2 separate regions of the Zea mays genome follow, and region 1 is linked to region 2. Evidence: chromatin contacts called from public Hi-C data. All regions are on one chromosome and are shown on one strand. Each heading gives the region's core, a stretch centred on a gene start, on an enhancer-like site or on the middle of the called end of the contact. The rest is flanking DNA. Distances are from core to core; before and after follow the strand shown.

Region 1 (7,152 bases), core at 2,916-5,415, 140 kb after region 2:
CTAGATCCTTCAATAAGAAATCATGTTTAAGATCCTACACCAATACTATGACAATATCTTATTTTGAACTTGCTATAATTGTATCATCAACATATAATAGAATAAACATAGATATATCATTTTTATGATAATAAAATAAAGGAGTGTTTATCTTTGTTCCATCAAAACCAAGAGCATAAAGTTTCTTATCCAACTTGGCATACTAAGAATGAGGAGCTTGTTTCAATCCATATGATGGCTTGTCCAATCTACAGATATAATCAAGACATGGATGATCTTTAAACCCAGGAGGTTATCACATGTAAACTTCTTCTAAATTTCCATGGAGGACAACATTTTGCACATCTAGTTGATAAAGAGACCATCCACTAGATACAACAAAAGAAATGGTAATTTTGATAGTAGTTGCTTTAACAACAAGACTAAAGGTATCCTCATAATTAATGTCATATATTTGTTTAAAGTCCTTAGCAACTTTTCATCTTATTTTCTTTTGATTTTGTATACCAATTTGCAATCAATAACATCGCGACCCTTCTGAGGTGGAACTAGGCACCGTTTTTTCCCGTGGTGCACAGAATTCAATATCCATAGTGTTTTTCCAATGTTTATCATGCACAACTTCTAAATTTTGCGGTTCACCAGTGGTCATCAGATTTCCATACTAGACGGTACCATCTATGTTGGTTCCATACTAGACGGTACCATCTATGTAGAGTTTAGGACATATTTGTTCTCCCCTATCCGTAGAATATCCCACTGCGCGGTACACCACATGCACACTGCTTCTATATACAGTCTTGTTATGTGTTCTCGATGGAATTTTTAGATTATTCAGAATCTTTCTATGAAGATGTTGCTGACCCTGGAGAGGGTGTCACACCATTTTGTGGTGCAAATGATTAATCATAAAAAAGTCTATGTCATTGTTTATTGTTGTTTCTTCCTAAAAACTATCAATACTCGCACCAAAAGTATCAACATGATTAACCAAAGAATTAGTCACATGATCATGCGATTGCTTAACCCCAATATTTAGGAGGTGAGGTTGAAGAAGGCATATTTCCTGTTGGAGCCACTACCTAGTTGTGGAATGTAGTTCGGCAAAAGGAAAAATAAACTCATCAAAGGTAATATCCCGTAATATATAAACTAGTCCAAAATAGGTACTTGAAGCCTTTGTAAAACATGTCGAATCCTAAGACTCCAAAATATGGAACAAAATAAAAGTTTGTGAGTGTTGTATGAGCAAACGTTGGGCCAACAAACTAGTCCAAAGATACATAAAGGCTCATAATCAAGTGTTTCATGAAACAAGAGTTCCAACAATTTCATAATTGATGACTTTGCTTGGTGTACGACTGATCAAGTAAATAATAGCAAGAAAACTATCATCCCAAAATTCTAATTGCATATAGGCTTGTGCAAGGAGGGAAAGACCAACTTCAACTGTATGGTGATGCTTTCCTTCAGCTAACCCATTTTGTTGGTGTTTGTAAGGACACAATACATGATGGGCAACGCCACTACCCATCTCGCTCGACCCCAACCTCTTCTAAAAGGGTCCACTCCTGCCTTAGCATGTAAAATGATGGGGAGAGGCTCATGCTCAAGGGACAACAAACCTTGTAATCAAACACTAGAACACCCATTCACACTTGTGCACCAGATACTTGGGAACTCATCCCTCTCTCGCCCTAGTACAGACTCAGACAAGGTAACACGAGCAACACAAACTGGACATAGGGACATTCTACTCAAACTAGTATAAATCCTTGTGTTCTATTGGCATATCATTCGCTTCTAAACACACAAATCATGATAATCACTAGATATTGGTATGAAACATCACATATTGTGTTGAGCGTATGGTGCGACTCATCGTCATACCAGTCCAACATCCACTAAAACCTCTCGTCACTACACAGAATCCATCGGACCCATCCACTTTGGACCGACGAGGCAACTACTCACTGGGTTCGACAATCCTATAAAAGGAACACTGGCACAAATAGTGCCACAATATGATCTAATACATGTTGTCGGACCAATCGAAAACACCTATGAAACTCTCAGGTCTAATCACACAGATTGTCAGACTCAACGCATAGGTCTAATGAGGTACAACGATCGAGTGCTCTCAAGTTGTCTAGGTGGAGGCATCAGATCGATCCACTGTGGTTTGATGATCCTAAAACTTAGAGTTCGACACTTCGCAAACCCCTCCAACTTGTCCAGATTCAAAAATGTGGAATTGGGCTTTGACCCTTATTTCTTTTTTGCCTTTCTAAGCCACCTAAAGCTAAATACAACTAGTGTGCACTATACTAAACTTGTTACACTTATCTAGATCAAGCTAATAGCTCATACCCCTTTAATAGTATAGTTAAAGAAAAAATCAGGTCCTAAACTAATATAAATGTCAAACTAGTGCATCCTGAACCTTTTTCTTTCATCCTTTAAAAAACTGCAATGAAAATCAATAAGCAGGGGCATCAGAACCGTACATTGACCAAACCAATCTCCATCATTGTGACCTAACTCAAATTTATCTATGGCATTAGTCACAATTATCTTATATTGTCAATAATCACCAAAATACTTGAGGGACTACACCCTTTCACTCTTGAATGAGTTATGCTTTCGTAGAATAGGTTGGAGAAACATGGAGATGATGGATCCACAGGATATGTGGGCTTTTACAAAATTGGATAATCTTATGCCCTCCGGAAAAGAAAGAGCAATTGAAGATCACTATGGAGAAAACCAAGAGTGCGACAAGGACTGTTCTGGCCACCCAATTCAACTTGGGGACGTTGTCTAAATATATAACATGGTGTTGAAATGTTTCGTGGCGGAAAGGAAGTTGCGGTGAAATATTTGATGATCCCATGGAAGACTTCCACAGAAGCTTGGTGGTGTGCCTTGGATGCTCCTTTGGGTTCTAGCTGGCTTTGGGGTTTGAGACCTTTCTTCCTTTGCTCTAGGGTATTCGTTGTTGGTCGCTGAGTTCTAACTTTTCTGTTTTGCAAGGAGAGGGTTCCCTGTCTTCGGTAGGAAATAGAGAGTGTTTTGTCTAAACTTGGTGTTGTCATGGATTCTTGTCTTTTGACAATAGTTAAAAGGCTGAGGCATGTGACATTAAACCGTAAAAAAACTACAATAAATAAGTTTATCATAATCGGATAGAAATTAATATAGACTTCTGAATGGTATTTATTATGTTAAAGAAAGAATACAGAAGAAAGATAAACAAGCTTAATTAGCTGCACTAATTAAATTTATGGGTTTTAGAAAACTTCCAATACCTATATATATAGCTCAAGATTTTGGACCGTGTTGAAGCTCAAGTTGATATGCTAAAAGAAGATTAAACCTGAATAGTACTGAACAAAGTGAAAATGGAAAGAGCGGGACCGATTGTTACCTTTTTCACCTGGTGGGGCCAACTCCGAGGTCCAATGGCCGGTATAAATAGCAGGGCAAGCGGCTCCCACGCCATCAACGGAGCTTAGCCTGGGCAGCAGTGAGCAGCCGCCTTCCCCTGTGCTGCGGATCGCTACACTACACCACCACTCACCACTCAGTTACTCACCACACATCCATCCAACTATCCAAGCCCACAGTGAGGCAGTGAGCAGCATCCCCTCTCCTGTAGGGGGAGTCTGTAGTAGCAACCTGTTGTCGATCCTACTCATCAGTCATCTTCCCTGCGCAAAGCCTGCAGCTTTACCACCGCCGCCGCCGCCGCCGCCTCCTCTCCTTCGAAAGCGCGCCTCCTGCTAGCTGGCTGTCCTGAGCTCGGGCCTGTCCCGCGCACGCAATCGCGCCCTGCCTAGCAAGCTAGACAGGCGCCGCCAGTTATTGCACCGGGTGCGATATCGCGCTAGCCGCGGAGTGCGGAGTAGTGGGCGGCGGATAGGCTGCGCCGCTACTCCTTCGTGCGTGTGTGGGGAGGATTAGTAACTGTAGAGGAAGGCAGGCACGCAAAAGGACGCCCTCGCCTCCGCCTCCCGCCCGCGCACTCACGTGATTCATACTTGCGGCCTTCTCGCTCGCTCCCTTCTTCATCACCACCCCTCTCGCGCCGCAGCGGGCGGGCAACTACTATATCAAGCACCAAATTAAACCCACCCAGCTCCTCTCTCGCCCCTTCGTTCCTGGGAGACCGTACCGGCCGGCCGCGGGAGATGGTCGAGGCGCCGGCCGTCGTGGTGGTGGTGCGGGCGTACGACGCCGCGCGCGACCGCGTCGGCGTGGAGGAGGTGGAGCGCGCGTGCGAGGTCGGGTGCAGCGGCGGCGGCAAGATGTGCCTCTTCACGGACCTCCTCGGCGACCCGCTCTGCCGCATTCGCCACTCGCCGGACTCCCTCATGCTGGTACGTGTACACGTGCGTACGTGCTGTGCTCGCGCGCTCTCTGTCTGCTCTATACACCCACGTTGTGGTCGTGGCTGCCTGCGGCTAAGCACAGGCCCAGCGGCCGGCCGGCCAGATGCAGCAGGTGTGAGATGAGCCGCTGGGGCTGGGGCTGGGCTCGCCCGACCTAGCCTACCACCTGTCCTGCGCCCGTCCCCCCATGCCTCCCGCCCTCGTCTCCTTCCGCCTCGTCGTGTTTCGTTTTCGTTTCGTTTCGTTTCGTTTCTTCTCGTTCCGGTTCCGGCGCCCCGTACGTAGTACGACGTGGGTCCCGGCCGGACGGAGGAAACAGGAAGGAACTCAACTGAAATTAATGGACTGCCCGCGAAACGCATGTCTGAACGGCCGGGATATGCATTGGAAAAGCAGGTCGCAGAGACAGCAACCGGCCCCAACAGCACGGAGATCGCCGGAGTCGTCCGCGGCTGCGTCAAGACCGTCGTCTCTGCTGGCACCACCACCACCCAGCAGGCTAATAAGGACGACCCCATCTACACCAAGGTTGGCTACATCCTCGGCCTCCGCGTCTCGCCCAGCCACCGGTACGTACTCGTAGTACTATCGTCCCACTGTGTACTATATATATATACAATATTGCGCGGGTGCATGGTTGCCATCGATCAGTGCTGCGCGCCAATATAATGTTGTTGTTTTGTTCGTCGTCGTCGTGGTCATCATCATGGAGAAGAAGAATATATAATCATGGTTCACTGTTAGCTCACTGTTGCCGTGTGCAGGAGGAAAGGGGTGGGGAAGAAGCTGGTGGATCGTATGGAGGAGTGGTTCCGGCAAAGGGGGGCCGAGTACTCGTACATGGCGACGGAGCAGGACAACGAGGCGTCGGTGCGGCTGTTCACGGGCCGCTGCGGCTACGCCAAGTTCCGCACGCCGTCCGTGCTGGTGCACCCGGTGTTCCGGCACGCCCTGAGGCCGTCCCGGAGCGCGGCCATCGTGGCCCTGGAGCCGCGGGAGGCGGAGCTGCTGTACCGCTGGCACTTCGCCGGCGTGGAGTTCTTCCCCGCCGACATCGGCGCCGTGCTATCCAACGCGCTGTCGCTGGGCACGTTCCTGGCGCTGCCGTCGTCGCCGGCGCGGTGGGAGGGCGCGGAGGCGTTCGTGGCGGCGCCGCCGGCGTCGTGGGCCGTGCTGAGCGTGTGGAACTGCATGGACGCCTTCCGGCTGGAGGTGCGCGGGGCGCCGCGCCTGATGCGCGCCGCGGCGGGCGCCACGCGGCTGGTGGACCGCGCGGCGCCGTGGCTCGGGATCCCCTCCATCCCCAACCTGTTCGCGCCGTTCGGGCTCTACTTCCTCTACGGCCTGGGCGGCGCCGGGCCCGACGCGCCCAGGCTCGCCCGCGCGCTGTGCCGCAGCGCGCACAACATGGCGCGCGACGGCGGGTGCGGCGTGGTGGCCACCGAGGTCGGCGCCTGCGAGCCCGTCCGCGCCGGGGTGCCGCACTGGGCGCGGCTAGGCGCCGAGGACCTCTGGTGCATCAAGCGGCTCGCGGACGGCTACGGCTCCGGCCCGCTCGGCGACTGGACCAAGGCGCCGGCCAGACGCTCCATATTCATCGACCCGAGGGAGTTTTAGGCTGATAAGTAGTAAATACACTTAGGCCTAGCTTTAGGGTTTTTTTTTGGTTCTCCCCGGGTCGTCGTCCGTTGGATCCCGTATCCGACGGCTCCTAGTAGCTAGCTCTAGAGAAGGTCCCACCCTTTTGTGTTTCGTTTCAAAACATGTGGTAACGCGCGCTTGCTTAGGCGTAATTTCTGCTAGCGAACCGAATTAGTTAACCTTTTCGATCTTTTGATTGATGCATGTGAAACACACAGCTGCTACACCCTTTTTAGTTGTTGTAACTCGTTGGTGGACCAGGGTGGAGACCAGGGCCAGTACCTTCTCCTTTTTGGGTCCATCAGAGATTAAGCTGAGACCGCGTTGAGACAACGATCTGGACAGGAGCTGAGAACATGATTTCCCACTTCTGCCTCTTTTTTTTTTTTTGGTTTTCGTAGTATTGTTCTTTACGGGGATTATCTCGGATGTTACGTTTGGCAAAAGTATTATTGCAATCACACGGAAAATAAGCATGATCGTGGTGGTGATGGTGGTCGTGGTTTTGTTTGTTTGCCAAATGATGACACCCATGATTGGTTTGAAGATCATGAAGCTAGATCATGTACAAGGTGCTTATACCCGTGATTACGAACGCTTAAAGTGAGAATGATTGCACATTATTAAGCACTAGTACAACGGAGTTAGTCTCCGCAACGCAAACTGACTGGCGCGACTGCCTCCACTACTAGCTTGTTACTCCCTCCGTTTCGTTTTAGTTGTCGCTGGATAGTGCAAAATTGAACTATCCAGCGACAACTAAAAAGAAACGGAGGGAGTATTAGCTAGCGCCCAACCCATGTCAATTCAAAGCACTGTTGTGAACGTACGCATCTTTTAAGCACTGTTGTGCGCTACTACTCCATGGTACGGTATCGATGGATCGGCTTCAAGTGTCGTGTCGTCTCCAAGCAAGCAACAGATGATCCCTCGGTCACTGCAACGACTAGCGACAACTACTCTCTCTCTCTCTTTCTCTCTGCGTGTCAAAATTGTTGGCATTTCAAGTTTTGACATGACAATTTAAACGAAACAAAAATAAATAAATCATACAAAATTAAAAAAAGGAATAGAGATAATGATGTGTTAGGAAAAAAAATGGCAGCTATTTGAATATAAA
Region 2 (7,792 bases), core at 321-2,820:
CATCCCAACTGACTTTGGAACCAAACACTACAGAGCTGTATGTTACCTAACTGCACAGAACCAAGAAGTGAATTTATGGTACCTATTATTGCCAACACGGTGGCGAGGACGCGGGGAGAGTGGGGATGAAGGATGATCCAAATAATATTGCCCAGTGAATTTGAGTAAAGGAGAGGGGTTTATCTAGCGATCCGAATCATTGGTTTTGATGGCGTGTTAAGTCTGGGTGCAATTTATTTGATGCATTTAGTGGAGATTACGGGTGTGAGGGTGATTTGGTTCAGTGTTTTTTGCAAAGTTTAAACTGGTGGATTAAACCAAAGGAAGTTGCAAAGCTAGAGCATTTCTATAATAGTTTATAAAAAATCACTCAGTAAAATAATAATTTTTTTCAAGTGACTAAAAAAGTTAAAAGCACAATCGATTTTAAAAGTTTCGTTCTAAAACGTAGAAGGTAATTTTATATTGGAAATCTTAAGCTATTTTTAAATCGCGCCAACCATTTCTATTCTTTTAATTTTACATTATCTAGAACAATATTCGTACTTCTTATTCTTTTTCACATCCTTCAATCTTCTTCCTTTTATGCTAGTAGCCCAGATGTCCAATCAATTTTATCGACTTCCTTTTTTTACGCTAATATGCACATGCATGCAAATCTTTTTTTTTTAACGCCAATAAAATGTCCGCCGGTGAGGGAGAGGAGGGAGCGTGAGAGATGATCTGGATGTCTGTGACCATTAGTCATTAGATGTGAGCGCGTGAGAGAAAGAATGAGGGAGAAAAGATCTAGACGGTTCAATGTGATGGTGTAGGATTTTTTATGTGTACAAAACGGGGTGCACGAAGAAAACATCTCATCGGAAGTCATTTGTTGGGTGGATCTAGATTAATTTGAACCGGTGTTTTATATAGTGTTATGGATATAGAATTATAGATTATAGATGTAGAAATTGAAAAGGAATGTTTATGTGCACCGTTCCAGGCTTCCAGCATTCGATAGCAGTAGAAAATAAAAAAATAAAATTGAAATAAGGGTAAAATACTGTTTTAGAGAAGTTGCTCACTTGTAAGTACTATTTTAGAGAAGTCAAATCTATTATTACCATTACGTAGAAGTCGATTCGCTCACTTGTAAATCCTACAGAACACAGCGACCAAGTAACTGTATATGGATCATAGATTCGTATACGGATCTGAACATTGCGCCTACGAGCTCAATCATAAAAGAACGACGAATCCTTCGAAACAAAAGGCGGAATCTCACGCCACAGATCTCGGAGAGACTCAGTGTACACATGTACACTCGATAATTTTTGAAAAAAATATCGAAGTTCGGAAACGGATCAGATCCGATCCGACTACAAGTACCTTAAGCTAGGATCTGGGTGCTCGGTTTCGCACAGCAGGAACGGAAAAGGTCTGGGCGTACCTGTTAGGTGCTCGTCGCCGGCGAAGTGCCAAGTGGCAGACCTGAGCACCTGGCTTAAGGCGGCGGCGATCGCCCAGTCGTCGCCGCTACGGACACAGAGCACGGGAGAACCACGAGAGAGAGGGTGGAAACGGAAGAACAAAGAGAGGGTCCGAGGCCCACAATTAAGTTGGAGGCGGCCGCCGATCTGGTAGATCAGTAGATGGAACAGTATGGGCTGTCTGATCTGAGAAACAAGATTTAAAACAGCAAATCAGTTACTAGGTCTGTTTAAGGCCTGTTTGATTTCAATTAGTCTAGGACTAAACTTTATTCCTAGGACTAAACTTTATTCCTTACCTATTTGTTGTAGAGACTAAACAGATTCTAAAGTCATAATAGTAACTATCCAAAGACTCAAATGCTCTTGGAACACTAGAAGACTACGTGCAACTGTGCGAGAGAGACTAGGATAGGTTTGGGCAACAGGATAATTATGGGCATTTAGTCTCTTTTAGTACCTAGGTGAAAGACTAGAGACTAAATCATTTTAGTCCATATTTTAGTCATGGTGTTTGGCAAAAAATGTACTAAATGGGACTAAAAACTAGAAACTAATCTTTAGTCCCTCTAACCAAACAACTCCTAAGATAGTTTCACGAGTTTTAGATTAAAAACAGTTTATAAAAAGTTGTTTAAATAATTTAGTTTTATGTCGGAGACCATAATTAGGGATGCCCCAACACTCCTAAACTCGGCTGGTAATCACCATCAGCACAAGCTGCAGAGCCTGATGGGCGCAACTCAGGTCAAGGCTCCGTCCACTCAAGGGACGCGATCTCGCCTCACTCAAGCCCAGCCTCGGGCAGGAACAGTAGACCCAGGCGGATTCACGCCTCACCCGAGGGCCTCCTCAAGCAACGGGTGCACCCTCGACTCGCCCGAGGCCAAGCTCGGGCAGGCTTCGCAGTGAAGCAACCTTGGCCAGATCGCCTCGCCAACCGACCGTATCGCAGGAGCATTCAATGCAATGATCGCCTGACACCTTATCCTGACGCACGTTCCTCAGTCGGCAGGGCCGAAGTGACCGCAGTCACTTCGCCCTCCACTGACTGACCTGACAGGAAAACAGCGCCGCCTGCCCCGCTCCGACTGTTGTGCCACCCGCCAGGGTGAGGCTGACAACAGCTAAGTCCCGTCTCAGGCGCAACAGGAAATCTCCGCCTCGTCCGACCTTGGGCCTCGACATCAGGAGAAGTCTCCGCCTCGCCCGACCCCAGGGCTCGGCCCCCGCCTCGGCCTCGGAAGATGGACTCCGCCTCGCCCGACCCCAGGGCTCGACCTCAGCTCCGACCTCAGAAGGAATCACATCCTCACCCAACCCCGACCTCGGCCTCAGGAGGAGTTTCTGCCTCGCCCGACCTTAGGCTCGGACCGACCACGCCACAGGAGGGATCATCATTACCCTACCCCTAGCTAGCTCAGGCTACGGGGAACAAGACCGGCGTCCCATCTGGCTCGCCCCGGTAAAATAAGTAATGATGGCAACCCGTGCGCGCCATGACGACGGCGGTTCTCAGCCTCATACGGAAGCAAGGAGACGTCAGCAAGGTCCCGGCAGCCCCGACAGTTGTGCTTCTACAGGGCTCAAGCGCTCCTCCGACGGCCACGACATCGCATGCACAGGGCTCTAGCACCTCTCCGACAGCCACGTTGGCATGTACATAGGGCTCTGGCTCCTCTCTGCCGGACACGTTAACATGTTGCTACACCCCCATTGTACACCCGGACCCTCTCCTTACATCTATAAAAGGAAGGTCCAGGGCCCTCGTACGAAAAGGTGGTCGCGCGGGAGGACGGGCTGACGAACGGGCTCTCTCCCTCTCTCGCGAACGCTTGTAACCCCCTACTGCAAGCGCATCCGCCCTGGGCGCAGGATAACACGAGCCGCGGTTCTCTTTCCCCCTTGTGTTCCATCTCGCGCTGACCCATCTGGGCTGGGACACGCAACGACAATTTACTCGTCGGTCCAGGGACCCCCGGGGTCGAAACACCGACAGTTGGCGTGCCAGGTAGGGGCCTACTGTGTGTTGACGAACAACTTCCCGTCAAACTCCAGATGGGTAGTCTCCAGCAACCTCTTCAGCCCAGGACGCTGCTCCGTTTCGGGAGTCTCGAGTTCATGTCCCTCGACGGCAGCTACGACATGGTACTCCTTCCTCCGCTGCGCGACGGCGACAACGACGGTCGTCAGCCCGCTCGACGGCGGTGGACTCGGCGACGTTTTCCCCCCATGGCGGAAGAGCAGCATCCGGGTTTGTCCCGTCGCCTTCCTCGCCGCAGGAGAAGGAGGCGGGGCAACCATGGCCAAGCAGGAGGCGACACCTTGTTGTCTGTCGAGCGAGTCGACGACGCCGGCACCCCAGCGGAGGACACGTCGGGCGTTGACCTCGCGCCTGAGACGACGACGAGCGCCGTTTCCCCGCAACGTGCCAACCCCAAGCGGACAGATGACGCCAGCACCCTCGCGGAGGACTTGCTGGGCGTTAGCTTCGTACCGAAGATAACGGTGTCGTCCGTCCCCGACGCGACTTCGTCACCGTCCATCGATCGAGAGGTACCGTCCGTTTTCCACCCTGTGCCTTTTAGATTCAACTTTGACCCACCAAGCGATCCCGCTTCGGTGGACGCTTTCATAAAGGCATATCCTAACCTTCCGGGGTACCATATGTGGTCAACCTGGGACCGACTGACGGCCATCTCGACCTACGGGCCCCCGGGTTCCGAGGAAGATGACGAGCCCGACTCTGGTTGGGATTTCTCCGGGCTCGGTAATCCTAGTGCCATGCGAGACTTCATGACCGCATGTGACTACTGCTTCTTCGATTACTCCGATGATGGCCACAGCCTTGACGACGAGGACTGTGGCCCAAGTCACGAATGTTTCCACGTCGATCTAGGGGGTCTCGACGAAGGCAACCACCTTGGTATGCCGGAGGACGATGATCCCCCTAGGCCTGCGCCCCACGTTGACATCCTGCGAGAGCTAGCTGTGGTCCCAGTCCCTGCGGGGGGTTAGGACACACAACTCGAGCAAATCCGCGAGATGCAGGCCAAGCTCGACGAGGAAGCAGGACAACTTGTGCAGCTCCGGCAAAACATCGGGCAGGAGTGGGCAGGCCGAGCACTGGCCGGAGAAGCACGTCATCAGGCCCAGGACGTCCGACACCGCATCGCTGACGATGCCAGGGCAAGGCTGCCCCCGGCTTCCAGTGGGGTCGGTCAGAATCTGGCTGCAGCGGCAATTCTACTCCGAGCGATGCCGGAGCCATCCACCACCGAGGGGCGGCGTATCTAGGGACAACTCAAGAATCTCCTGGAGGATGCTGCGGTGCGATGGGCCGAGAGCTCTTCCTCCCGAAGGCAAGGGTACCCCCCGGAGCATCGCACCGCGACTTCCCGATTCATGCGGGAAGCCTCGGTCCACACCAGGCGCACGTGGGACGCAACGCCTGCAGCCCCGGGTCGCCTCGACAACGAGGACCACCTCCGCGACCGTCGAGCCCACCTCGACGAGAAGGTGCGCCGAGGCTACCACCCCAGGCGTGGGGGACGCTACGACAGCGGGGAGGATCGGAGCCCCTCGCCCGAACCACCCGGTCCGCAAGCTTTCAGTCGGGCCATACGACGGGCACCGTTCCCGACCCGGTTCCGAGCCCCGACTACCATCACTAAGTACTCGGGGGAAACAAGGCCGGAACTGTGGCTCGCGGACTACCGGCTGGCCTACCAGCTGGGTGGAACGAACAGTGACAACCTCATCATCCGCAACCTCCCCCTGTTCCTCTCCGACGCCGCCCGAGCCTGGCTGGAGCATCTGCCTCCTGCGTAGATCTCCAACCAGGGGGAGGTTGCGGATGGATTTGGGATTATTTTACTATGGAACTTAAATTCAATTTGACATTTGCATCGCATTTGGGATTATTTTACTATTACTTTTCTTTATTATTATTAAGGTTTGGTAATTACTTACACCTAGTAATTGCTAATAAAATTTTGACCAACTTATAAAAGCAATGCTCAGCCTCAGCCTTTACTTCATTGATTAGCCTTACACTTCATGAACTCCCACCTTTGGTGAGTTCATGCCACATTATTCCCCACAACTTGTTGAGCGATGAACGTATGTGAGCTCACTCTTGCTGTCTCACACCCCCCCCCACAGGAGAAGAACAGGTGGTTCAGGAGGAGCCACAAGGCGAGGAGTATGATCTGATCTAGGTGGCGTTTCTCAGTTGACATTTGCGCCGACGATCCTTAGTTCGTTTTATATTTACTCTTTTATTTTGTAATAAGTCTTCCGCTATGTAATAAATACTCTGATGTTATTGTGACATTTATCTCTATACACTCTGTTATTATATATGTTGTCTTCTTGGCGCATGTATGAGATGCACCCGGCTTTGTCCTTTAAAACCGAGTGTTACAGAAGTGGTATCAGAGGAAATGTTGACTGTAGGACGAAACCTAGATAGAAATGGACAAAACCCTTATCTACCTACCTTACTCTGATTCTTTCTATACTTATCTTGATCCTGTCTCACCTTCTACTATTCTACTCTGATCATTCTTACCTTTTATACTCTGAGACAAGATGGATTTCACACCTTGGAATCCTACACTTATGATCTTTTTAAGAGATAGGAAACCTAAGACAAAATTAAAATTATTTTCTTTATTTAAAAATGTTGGTTGATTGTTCTGATGATCAATGCCTGATTTGCTTCTTTGATTGATTGAAATAGTATAGACGGGCATCTTAGCATGTACCACCATAAGGTAATGTATTATCTTTAGTAGGACACACTTAGCTAATAAATCACCCAAAGTAACATGCTTCGAAATTACATGCCTTGCCTACAATCCTTTCTTTCTTACCTTATGTTTCTAACCCAGATGGCTACCCCTATAGTGTTAGAAGAGAGCACTATAGACGTGATCCTTGGTATGTCATGGTTAAGAAAGGCAAGGGCAGTGTATACACTGTGCTAAGGGAACCGTAGAACTCACCAGTTCCAAAGGACAAAGATTTGAAGTTGAAGTTGCGGTAACTACCACCATCAGATTAGTGGCATTCTTAGTAGATGAGAAGTCTGTGGGTAGCAACATTCGTGCAGTTAGGGATTTTCCTGATGTCTTTCTAGAGGAGTTACCAGGGATGCCACCAAATAGGGAAGTTGAGTTCGCTATTGATCTCTTACCTGAGACTACTCCTACTCCCAAACGGTCATACAGGATGTCCGTGGAAGAGTTAAAAGGACTTAAGAAGCAGTTAACGGAGTTACAGGAGGCTGGGTACATTTGTCTGAGTTCCTCACCTTGGGGAGCGTCGATTCTGTTTGTACAGAAGAAGGATGGATCACAAAGAATGTGCGTAGATGATAGGACCCTTAATGATGTCACCGCGAAGAACAAGTATCCATTACCCCGCATTGAAGATTTATTTGATCAGATGAGAGGTGCAAGGGTATTCTCGAAGATTGATCTCTGATCGGGTTATCATCAAATGAAGATTAGGCCATCGGATATTCCCAAGACAACTTTCTTAACCTGATATGGATTATATGAGTTCACTGTTATGTCGTTTGGATTAACTAATGCACCAGCTTATTTTATGAATTTGATGAATAAGGTGTTCATGGAGTATTTGGACAGATTCGTCGTAGTTTTTATCGACGATATTCTTATCTATTCTAAGAGTGAAAGTGATCATGAGGAACACCTAAGATTGGTGCTACAAAAGCTAAGGGATAATCAACTCTACGCCAAGTATAGCAAATGCGAGTTTTGGATTGGTGAGGTGCCATTCCTTGGACATATCATTTCTAATGGAGGGATATCAGTGGATCCCACTAAAATCAAGGAGATAGTGGCGTGGAGCATACCCACTACAGTTACAGATATTCGGAGTTTCTTGGGGCTTGTAGGATACTATTGAAGATTTATTGAAGGATTTTCTAAGATTGCTAAGCCCATGACCTCACTTATGGAGAAGGGAAGAGATTTTAAGTGGGATGAGAAGTACCAAGATAGTTTGGAACACTTAAAGGAGAGATTGATGTCACCACCAGTGTTGGTTATGACAGATCTGCAGAAAGGATTCAATATTTATTGTGATGCATGTGGCTAAGGCTTGGGATGTGTACTTATGCGAGAAGGACACATGATTGCCTACGCATCTCGTCAGTTGCAGAAACAAGAGTTGAACTACCCCACTCATGACTTAGAATTGATAGCCGTTGTGCATGCGCTTAAGATTTGGAGACATTATATTATGGGAACCAAGTGTCAAGTATACACGGATCATAAGAGTTTGACGTA

What was found. A called contact is a pair of places that touch in the nucleus more often than the background predicts.
Region 1: a Hi-C map of leaf shows a contact between it and region 2, with 4 times the contacts expected there. The contact joins the promoter of LOC100384002 here to the promoter of LOC100276798 in region 2. A contact is called at or near these places in 10 of 25 Hi-C or Micro-C datasets (bundle sheath, ear, endosperm and 5 more).

What each region holds. Positions count from the first base shown.
Region 1 is chr1:286,692,258-286,699,409 of Zm-B73-REFERENCE-NAM-5.0, forward strand. LOC100384002 reads left to right here and starts at 4,166. Exons shown (of 3, transcript NM_001176613.1): 1 at 4,166-4,379; 2 at 4,788-4,960; 3 at 5,156-6,209. The coding sequence starts at 4,191. The coding sequence ends at 6,008.
Region 2 is chr1:286,558,142-286,565,933 of Zm-B73-REFERENCE-NAM-5.0, forward strand. LOC100276798 (SecY protein transport family protein) reads right to left here and starts at 1,571. Exons shown (of 6, transcript NM_001150508.1): 1 at 1,433-1,571.